Regions from separate parts of the Mus musculus genome. Here region 2 is linked to region 1. The links are chromatin contacts, called in public HiChIP or PLAC-seq maps. All regions are on one chromosome and are shown on one strand. The core of a region is the stretch at or near the end of the contact, and the rest is flanking DNA. Distances in the headings are between cores, read along the strand shown.

Region 1 (5,263 bases), core at 2,058-4,557:
ACCATACAGTACACATACATACACACACAATATGTATGCACATTCATACACACCTGCACATATACATACATAGATGCACACACACTCACACACATATACACATACACACATATATGCACATGCACACACAAGTACATTCATATACATTCATATACATACATGAACATCATCGACAAACATACAGTTGTACATATGCATACAAACATGAGCATATATACATATATGCACATACAGACACATGCATGCAAACATACATGCCCACATTCACACACACACACATATACACATTCATACATACACAGGTATAGATACACAAACACATGCACATACAGATACATGTATACATGCATGCACACACACTTGTACACACACATATGCACATATGTGCACCTACATGCACACAAGTACATGTGCATGCACATAACACAGGCACACACATACAGACATATGTTGATAGATTAATTATCAGTTGATATGTAATTGGCTACTTCTATCTCCCCTTCTAGAATCTATATCCTTAAGGGCATGGGTTCTCTACAGCTCTGTTTCATCACATTCTCCAAGCATATAGACAGATAAATAAATGTGGTTAGTGCATGATCAGAGCTGCAAACATGCACATAGCTTCACCAACCTTTGTAAAACACTGATTAGAAAGAGATTTCATTTCCTGGTCCCTGAAACTAAAAGGTCTTGGAATGACTGCTTTGTATTTGAAAAAAATGTGAATTCATATGTACCCTGGGTGTGATCAGGAGGGCTATGCCGATAGCCTTTCAGGGATTCACAATGGTGGGTTGCTTTTCTGTTCTCTGGGATGGATCACCTTCTTTGGTCTAGCTCTGAAGCTTATGAGCCCCAGACTCTAATCATGGCTCTGGAACTCATAGCTGAATGCCAGACAAGGGAAGCGTAGAGATACAGAGTATCTACCTCAAATGTACGCTTTGCATTCTAGGAGGATGTAGCAGCGCGCTGGTGTCTGACTTGATTCCAAGTTACAAAGTGAAAAGTTATTAGAAGTAACCCTGATCCCACATTCTACTTGACCCTATGGCATCCGAGTTCATCACAGTGGGTTCTCAGTCAGAAAAGCAAGGGCTGGGCCAGCCCGTCAGAGCACGTTCCCAGCAGAGCCTTGCATTGCAGCACATAGGTTATTACATCAAATTATTTACTGAGCTCCAGATGTTTCGGATCCCGACCTTCCCTGAGTAAGTGGCTGTCCAAGACAGGCACTCGTGTCCAAACAATGCAGCCGGCACTTAACTGGAGGCTTCCGCAGCTGTCGAATGTTCTCCGGTGATCTGAAATCGCTTTTCATCTCTGTCACAATCACACACAAATGGGGCATTTCCTCTCTGTGTTGTGATTAAAAACTCAAAAGAACTTCTGAAATCATTACCAACTTTTCTGGGGCTGAGTTGTTCTCCCGAGCAGCAAGCTGATTGTCACATTATCGGCATTTGGAAAATGGCAGCATTCCAGACGTGCCCACGGAAAGCAAGACTGGGACATCACAATGGAAGCAGCGGAAAGGAGGGTAGGGGCGAGGCCCAGATGGCGGCATTTCCCATCAGACATCGGTGCCTCTCAGGGCTGCCACATGCAACTGCAACCCTTTAATTGGATTGTGGCATTCCATTAATATCGAGGACCGCTGTCCCTAATGAGCAAGCAAACAGGAGGTAGCTTATCACCACGCCTCTCATGTCTAACCTGCCTATCTACTAAGTGGGTATTATTAGGAAAGAATTAATTGCATTCCTGTGCGTACCGCTGAGTCTGAGTACACTCGGTTCTTAGGGACATGATTACTTGAAATAGCTGATCATTTCAATTGACTACTGAGAGTAGCTACCAACCATTAGATAAAAATGGTGTGCAGTGTGTGTGTGTGTGTGTGTGTCCGTCCCAGACAAGGGAGATGCGTTTGATATTTGTACAACTCATGTTAGAAGACACAGTAGCCCCAGCTTTTGCCTGCCACAGGTAATCCCCTAAATTAGGATGTAAATAGTGGAAGTAATCTTTTCATAGCAGGGCCTGCATATTGAGCACTTGTGTCACACTGGAACCTGGTATCAGTCTTGTGGCACTGCTCACAGCTTGGATGTGACAATGTAGGAGAACATTGGCTTGTCTCTGAGAGCATAATGTTATATGTTCTAGATTCACACTTGACAGAGAACAGAGAGCCCAGCCATCCTTCCAGCTTGCCCTTCCAGCTTGGACATGTTTGTTAGCTTTTGCCAATCTGACACAAACTAAAGACACCCAAGAAGCAGGAACCTTGACTGAGGACTTGCTTCCGTTAGACCGGCATGAAAGTAGAACATTTTCTTTCTTGTTAGATAATGAGGAGTGCCCAGCCCACTGTGGGCATTGCCACTACAGGCAGTAGGTCTGGGTTGTGCTAAAAAAATGCAGCTAAGCAAGCCATGGAAAGCAAGCTGAGAACCAGCTTTCCTCCACGGCTGGTGCTTCAGTTCCTGCCCTGGTGTGTGATGTGGAAATGAAAGCCAAGTAAATCCTTTTCTCCCCCAAGTTGGGTTGCTTAGTGCTTTACCACAGCAACAAAGGCAGTGAGAACACTGAGTGTGTTGACGGCTCCAGGATGAAGGCGTCCGTATCTAAGCACAAGGCTAGGTCATTCTCTAGGGATTGTTCCTTCTGTCCGTTTGGAGACTTGGGCACAGTGGGGAAATGGCCTATGTCTTCACTTCTGCTTTTGTAGCAGGAATTAGTAAATAGCCTTTAAGCCTGATATTACAAAGTAGTGTTTTGGAATTTCACCCTAAATTTCTGTTATGATAAAACACATAACCATGTACCCCTATGAGATTCACCAAGGCAGTGTGTCCTGAACTGTGCCCTGCCACAGAAGCATTCAGCTGCTCCCCACCCTGGATGGCAGTAGAGATGCTGAGCTTCGTGCCTGCCCCGGGAGGTGTTTAGTGGCCTGATAATTCATTTAGCCATAGGACTTTCAAAAAATATGGTTCATTTTTTTACAAACGTGAAGAGTCTTATGTGGCTAGAGCTGAGGACATCTGTTTACGGGGTAGAGGAAGACAGCCGGAGTGTGGTGAGGGAAGGTTTGAAAGCCTCAGTGGCCTCGGAAAGGGCACATGTCCCCATGAAAAGCTGAGCAGTTAGCCAGACCACAGGCATTCATAGTCGATCGCAGAATAACTTACTACAGACATTCACAGTGGAATGTGAAAAAACTTACAACATGCTTGGAGGAAGACAACAGGGAGATGCTTTAAGGAGAAGTCTATTGCAGCGGGATATCCAGCACTTCTGAACGACAACTTTGACATGCAGGTGAGAGAAAGGACCAGGTGCTTGGGGCGGGGCTCTGAGAAGCAATGTGGCAGTGTGAGGAAATAAAGGGGAACCCAGGAGGGGAGGGAGGGAGGGGAGGGGCCTCTCCCGATGGGATCCACCTATGTCATCTTGCAGCCCTGTTGGAGGAATGGATCAGTACTGACGGCCTCTGACTTGAAGTCACAGGGCAGGACCGACCTTTTCTGTCCCTCCTCTCCATGTTTATTGATTCCTCCTTCTCATCACCCTCTGAGCCCCATAGGTATAATTTTTTTAAATCCCTCCTGCTTCGGTCCATCCTTTCTTCTGGATCCCATGCTTCCATCCTGTGGTTCTTCTGGGTGCACGATGCGTCGTTTTTTTTCCCCCTCTTTCATCTGCATTTCTATATTGACATATTGGTGGCTCCTTCCCAGCTGCCAGCCTTTCTTAAACATCTCTACTCTGTGAACAGCCCACTCTAGAACCCGAACTTCCTAAAGCCACTGTCCCATCTGCTGGGCTCTTCCCTCCCACCTGAAGTTCTCCACTAGGAAGGACTCTGCCCACGCGCTCTCCGCAATCACTTTCTGACGGAACACAGACACCACTGCAGACGCGGATCTATACAAGTGGGACGTCATAGATCTTCAACCTTGAGGTTAAATCTCTATAGGTCCTTGTTCTGAACCCCACTACTTTTCATTTCAGTTTTGATCATGACACCGTTCTGAGCCTCTGCTACTCTGACCTGTGTGAAGTGATGCTGTCTCTGACCGCTTCCTCCCAGAATGCACCTGTGGCTCTCCTTTCTGTGTACTCTCCAGAGCTGGGTCCCTGGATCCATCTTGTTTCTCCTCTCTGGGTTTTAACTATCACTTCTGGGTCTCTACTTTACAGGTCAGAATTTCCTTCTCAGCCCTGTTGTTTGCAGTTCATAGTATTACTTTCATTTATTGTTGGCTACTTCTACTCCATGTCATATAGGAACTTTAAAATGAACACAATGAGAATAATCATACTCTTTGTCTGCATGCCTGTGCATATTATGTGTACTTTACAATGCACATTGTTCAATTAGTACATTATAAACTGGAGGGACACCCATCCTCATACCATCATTCCGCACGTTGGCCTTTCTTAGGTCCTCTTCAAGTCATCCATCTTTAGTCCACTCATCTATTCCTGCCTAAGTTGAAGCTCTTTGCCTGGATCGCAGAAATACTTGACTACCTAATCTACCACCCACAGTCCCTGCTTCAGGGAATGCCGACACCAACACAAGTCCCCACATCTCCAAATCTGACCTCTCAGCTTCCTCTGCTTGGTGTTCTAAGTCTCTATAATACTCATGCTGCAACTCAGAACACACTACAGGATTCACACCGCCCCTCCTCCGACACTCCTTCTTCTCCTTCCAGAGCTCTTCCTTCTCCATACCCTGAAAACTTGGTCAGGCTCCAAGGCCTGTGCTTCCAGGCACGGGCACACTACCTCTTCTTACTGCAGTCAGTCATGACTACATTGAAGACCCCTGTTTATATGTCTGTCTTACTAGTGTGAGTATGAAATCCTTGGGGCGAACATCCTTCTTGTTGTTTCTTTGTGAATCTCTGGGGGTATAAACCACTTCCTGGCATGATATTTAGATTTTTATTTAATTAAATAAATATGTGTGTAGGACCTGTAAGTCTCAAGCTGCTTTTAATGGTATAATTTCCTGTAACATACATTTCCAGCCTCAGTAGACTTGCGAGCTCTCAGTTTGTATTTTTATATGATTTTTCGGGGTTAGCTTTTAAGTGGCAGATGAATTCACGAATTGGATTTCGAGTGTAAACATTAAGCTGAACTGAATCTTGATTAAGACTTCTTTTGCCAAGTGGAACAATGGTTATCAAATGTTATTTTTGTTCATGCAGCAAATGTAATTGTTATAAAATCTGCAGCC
Region 2 (5,263 bases), core at 2,058-4,557, 190 kb after region 1:
TGTTGGTCTGAACACGGCACCTACAAGCGTATATATTTGAGTTGGTAGAGTGTGGCCTTGCTGGAGTGGGTGTGGTCTTGTTGGAGGAAATGTGGGCTTTAAGGGTTCAAAAGCCAAGTCAGGCCCAGTGGCGCTCTCTCTCTCTCTCTCTCTCTCTCTCTCTCTCTCTCTCTCTCTCTCTCTGCTGCCTGTGGATGAAGATATAGAACTCTGAGCTCCTTGTCCAGCACCATGTCTGCCTGCACGCCGCCATGCTTCTCACCACGAGGATAATGGACTAAATCTCTGAACTGTACTCCAGGCCCAATTAAAGATTTTCTTTATAAGAGTTGCTGTGGTCATGGTGTGTCTTCACAGTGACATTACATTGTCAAAGTCACCACATCACACTTGGCCCTCCTTACTATTCCTCATCTCTCACCATTATGACAACGGTCTTTCAGTAGTTACCGATGTCTCATGAACAAAAAATCACCACCGAAAAAGCCCACTGTTACAGCAGTGGACAGAGATGTCAAGCCTCAGAGGCAACATCGGTCCAGGAAAGTGGCATTCCGGGAGCCTTGTCTTTATCCCCACTTAGGTGCCTGTCATTTACAATTCAGGACTATGGCTGGAAGCATTTGGCTGCGCTGAGCACAAAGTGTTTCCCCATCTTGCTGGCAAAACATAATTAACCAGATGACAATGGCTTTCACACGCACACTGATTTCTCTAATTTCAAGTCTCCATTACTAAATAAATCAACAGCAGAATTCTATTTATCAGCAAATGCCTCCTCTCCTGGTAGACATTCTGTCCAATATATTAATCCTAAAAGAGTCATACTTTCCCTCGGCTTTGCATAGCAGTCCAACCATAAACAAGTTAATGGCCACAGCTTCACGTGTGACTCCTGTGTTAATGCTCCACACAGGGTGGTTACTGGTTTTGCTGACTGTAAGGCACAATGAAGTCAGTAGCTGGTCCACTGAGGACCATGTGGCTTGGCCACTACTTGAAGAAAGGCTGACAGTGCTGCTTTGATGGTCCAGACACGAGCCACCTTGCACAGCCCCGTGGAAATGACAGAGGGGCCAGTCACTCTACCTCCAGGCCAAGAAAGAAAGACACAGCCTATAAATACCTCAGGCTGCAAAGTGCACAAAAGGGAACTAGGGGGTAACACAGCTGGTAAAGTGCTTGCCGTGCAAGCATGAGGACCCAAACACCCAGATAAACAAGTCAGGGATGGAGATGCACACGTCTAACCCCAGTGCTAGGGAAGCGGAGACGGGAAGACCTCTGGTGCTCACTGCCACTCCGCCTAGATACCTGGTGTCTTAGGGTTTCTATTGCTGCAATGAAACACCATGACCAAACAGCAAGTGAAGGGGTTTAGTTGGTTTTTCTTACTTCCATATTGCTGTTCCTTCAACCATATTGCTATATTCCAATATATCCTTACTGAAGGAAGTCAGGCAGGATAGGAACTCACACAGGGCAGGAACATGGAAGCATGAGCTGATACAGAGGCCACGGTGGGGTGCTCTTGCCTACTGGCTTGCTTCATGGGGCTGGCTCAACATGCTTTCTTATAGAACGCAGACAGGACCACCAGCATGGTTTCACCCACAATGGGATGGGCCCTCCCCCACTGAGAAAACACCTTAAAACTTGATCTCATGGAAGTATTTCCTCAGCTGGGGCTCCTTCCTTCTGATGGCTCTAGCTTGTGTCAAGTTGACACATAAAACCAGCCAGTCAACTGGGTGAGGTCCAGGGCAAGGAGAGACCCCATCTCAGCCATCAAGATGGTGGACAGCGCCTGGAAAAAGACCTCAAGTCTTTCTGTGGCCTCTACACGTATGCAACACATGGTGCAACATGCACCCCACACACTCTTGCCTCCCCAGGAACCTAATACATACAAGTACACAAAGTCACACAAGGGTCAAAGCCCCACCGACTCTCAAGCCTCTGAGATTCTGCCAGTCTTGTTAACATTGGTTGGCCAAGGTTTCTCAAACACACACATTCCCGGGAATTCTTGTTAAAATGCAGATTTTAATTAGATAGGACCAGAAGTTCGAATTTCTAACCAATACCAAGTGATGACAGCTCAAGGGCATAAATCATGAGAGCCTGCTTTTTAGCTCTTAGCCTTAAGACAATTCACAAAGACCTCCTTCCAGACCAGCATCTCAAACTCTAGAGTCCCCCAGGGCTTCCCAGGCCAGCATCTGGCTACTGACCGGGCAGCTAGAGTGCCAGGCAGGCAGGCGTGAGTGACAAGTGACAGGGTGATGCTCTACACTCCTGAGCTGGCCGAAGCCTAGCCCTGGATTAAGCAACAATGAAGGAGAGATACAGAAGCCAGGTAGCTGAGTCTGAAGACTGGAAGCTAGGCTGGGCTCTGCAAGGGAACCTGTCAGCTCTCCAGCTATGAGCAGATGTCCCTGTATGTATGAGAAGTGAGTCTCTGTTGCCTGTTCTCTGGCAGCCCTGGGTAGGCTGGAATCCTGGGCACTCCCTTCAATCACCCACAGAGCAGTGGAGGAAGGCAGCTGTGGAGTCCCATGGGAGGAGAGGGAGGTTGGATGGCCTCTCGGCCTCAGGGGGGCGTGGTCCTGGAGTCAGTCCTCTGGCTGCTTTCCCTTGCTTCATATTGCTCTCATCAATAACTATTGATAAATGAAACCATTCTCATATATGTGTGTGTACTGCCTCATACCAGTATTTACCAAGGGAGGGAGCTGAGATGTTTGGGCCTTAGTTCTTTTTATTTTGAACTACTTTTTAATGACTCATTCTCCTTACCAACACAATGGGCTTAATAGCTCAATGATTATTTGGGGGCATTTTAAAGTCCAGAGGGGATGAACGTTATAAGTTTCCCAATGTGCTGAGATTCCATCGATGACAAAGAGCCAAATGGCACAGCAAGTGCCTGGGTTATAACAAAAGATACTGTTTAGAATTGGAGGCTTCTAGGCTGACTGAGGTTCCGTTACAGAGAAAAATGAGAGGACATTCGCTAGCAATGGAAATACCTGTCTGGCAAGTCTGTATGATTCAGAGAAGTATGTCTGGGATCAAGGTTCTATTCTTGCAATGCATAATTGAAATGATGCCAAGAGTTCGGTATTACCCGGCTCTACCTTGCTTCCCCTGTGTGAATGCAATCTACCCTACGCTCCCCTTGGCAAGCTAATGGCACTCTGAGGAAATCCACAGTGAGAAATTACAGCCTCCTCCTGGCCTTCTGGGCTGCCTCACGCATTTTAATCTTGGCCTCCTGACAGAAGGGCTCTGGGAATGTGACCCTGTCCTCCATACTTGCTTATTATCCTTCTTGGAAGCATGCGCCCTTATTAAAATCCATGGGATCGGTTCAGCTGCGGCACGGCTGGCTAGCCCAAATTGGAAAAAATGGAAATAGCAAGCAAGAGGAAAACAATTTTACATCCTCCTTTGGATCAATAAAATTAATATTTTTCATTAAGAATAAATCATTCTCCTTGCAACATGACTGGAGATGTGTGGACACCAATGCAGACTGGAATACATATATATAATCGTAAGACATACTTGTTTGTTTGACAAATATTTCTGGAGCATCTACATTGTGTTGGGCAGTGTTTGTCTCTTGAAAACACCATTGAAAAAGTGTTACAATCCTTAGCCATCTCTCTCCATTGAGAGAGGTCTTAGGAAGAAGCCTTCTATACCCTAAGGATCACATGTAGGTGCAGGCATTTTTATCAAATAGTAAAACTATGTACACCGTCCTGGGATGAACTAATAAAGTCAGAGAGGAACTAGCTGTCATCGAGAGAAGCACGTTGGAAGAGCTGGAGTCATAAGTGACTGAATATACCATGGCCTTGCTTTAGGATGAAGCTGGGCCATCCCAAATGGCACCCCTCCTGAGACCCAGATCAGCCTGTAAATCTGTGGCTCTCTCAGGAAGTTCTGAGTAGCATCGACCATATTTGGAGACAAGAGAAGAACAAAGAGAAGTAGAAGCAGGGAGGACAGCAACAAAGTGCACAGAATCCGAGGTATCTTGGCGAGGCTCTCCCAGGGAACAGGCGCCACTGACCGGGGGTGGGGGGTGGGGGGGGTGGGGGGGTGGGGGTGGGGGTTGTGAAGGAAGGCAGGAAAAAAATGAGAGACGGGAGGAAGGAGAAAGGAGGAGGGATAATCAACCCATCACAAACTCGGGGATCTTGCATGGGCAGAGGGTTTTTTGGTCAAGTATTAGAACCATCCTAGCTGCTGAGCACAGAACAGGGGCACACCAGGGGCATGAGGTAGAGGACACTTACTAAAAGACCGAGAGATAAGCAGTGTCAGTGTGCTGAGTCAGAGAGTGGAGGAATGGGGCAGGCTGCTCTGTGTTTAATCCAGAGTGAATCTGCATGGTTTAAGCCTTGAACAACGCAGCAGGAAGGTTTAGAGACAGAGAAGCCTGGAGAAGTGGACAGAGGCATAGCCTGTGAGGTCTCAGGGACTATGTGTGGACCGACTCACAACACAAGCTCTCACTTGAAAGCCAGCTCCTCCTCTGCCCAGAGGGACATCATCAGCCCTGCCCTAGTGGAAAGGCTTCATCCTGGTCTTGCTTCTATTCAGGGAAGTGGTATGGGCTCTGTTCCACAGAAGGTGACTTCAGAGGACACAAAGAACCTCCTCTAGTCTCAACACAGAGGGATGAACGCAAGGCAAACAACTGCAACTTTTGCCCAACTTTTCTAAATATCCCTAAGACTGTTTACAGAATTAGAACACAAGGGGGAAAAAGAGAGAGAGAGAGAAAGGTAGATGTAGTGGGGGAGCCAATCGTGAGACTCCAGGGAAGAGAAATGAATTCTATGTGGCCTCCCGCTGCTGGCTGATTCCCAGGGAGAGCACTCTAGCACACTCATCTCCCACAGAGCTCTGAACCAAGTGCCAGTTCCCTTTGGGTGTCCCCATTGTCATTAACCAGGAAAAGCTCCATTAAAAACACTTACTTGGTGGAAGGCATTCTGCCCACACCAAACTGAATTAACCCTGAGCAAGAGAAATTGAGACTACAAGGAAATTTATAGCACTAATGACTTTAACAATTCTAAGCTGATTAACAGGAGGCCACGAACTGAAATCCTTGCGTTCCAATCAATCTTCCAGGAAACTCCAGGCACGAGCACTTAAGGGAGAAAATTCCATGTGATATTCTAAGCAGGCATCCCCATGAAAGCAGGGGAGTGATCAGAAAAGGCACACTACAATGGCAAGT

The links. HiChIP or PLAC-seq counts read pairs in DNA pulled down with a chosen protein or histone mark.
Region 2: an H3K27ac HiChIP or PLAC-seq map of VIP interneurons shows a contact between it and region 1, with 5 times the contacts expected there. The contact joins the enhancer-like site here to the promoter of 1700012D16Rik in region 1. A contact is called at or near these places in 3 of 484 Hi-C or Micro-C datasets (forebrain, nephron progenitors and trophoblast stem cells) and 5 of 115 datasets of contacts at active chromatin or transcription factors (SST interneurons, VIP interneurons, bone marrow-derived dendritic cells and 2 more).

Annotation. Positions count from the first base shown.
Region 1 is chr3:153,295,342-153,300,604 of GRCm38.p6, forward strand. 1700012D16Rik (RIKEN cDNA 1700012D16 gene) reads right to left here and starts at 3,308. Exons shown (of 2, transcript NR_126464.1): 1 at 3,236-3,308; 2 at 1,161-1,666. All of the region lies in intron 3 of St6galnac3 (ST6 (alpha-N-acetyl-neuraminyl-2,3-beta-galactosyl-1,3)-N-acetylgalactosaminide alpha-2,6-sialyltransferase 3), which reads right to left.
Region 2 is chr3:153,486,709-153,491,971 of GRCm38.p6, forward strand. All of the region lies in intron 2 of St6galnac3 (ST6 (alpha-N-acetyl-neuraminyl-2,3-beta-galactosyl-1,3)-N-acetylgalactosaminide alpha-2,6-sialyltransferase 3), which reads right to left. Among named protein-coding and RNA genes, the nearest start is that of Gm46831, 20 kb to the right of the region's middle. Within about 2 kb of position 3,308, at least 14 of the 459 cell types and tissues checked have an H3K27ac peak or open chromatin away from gene starts, as enhancers often do. A contact at or near this core is called in VIP interneurons, where this site is marked.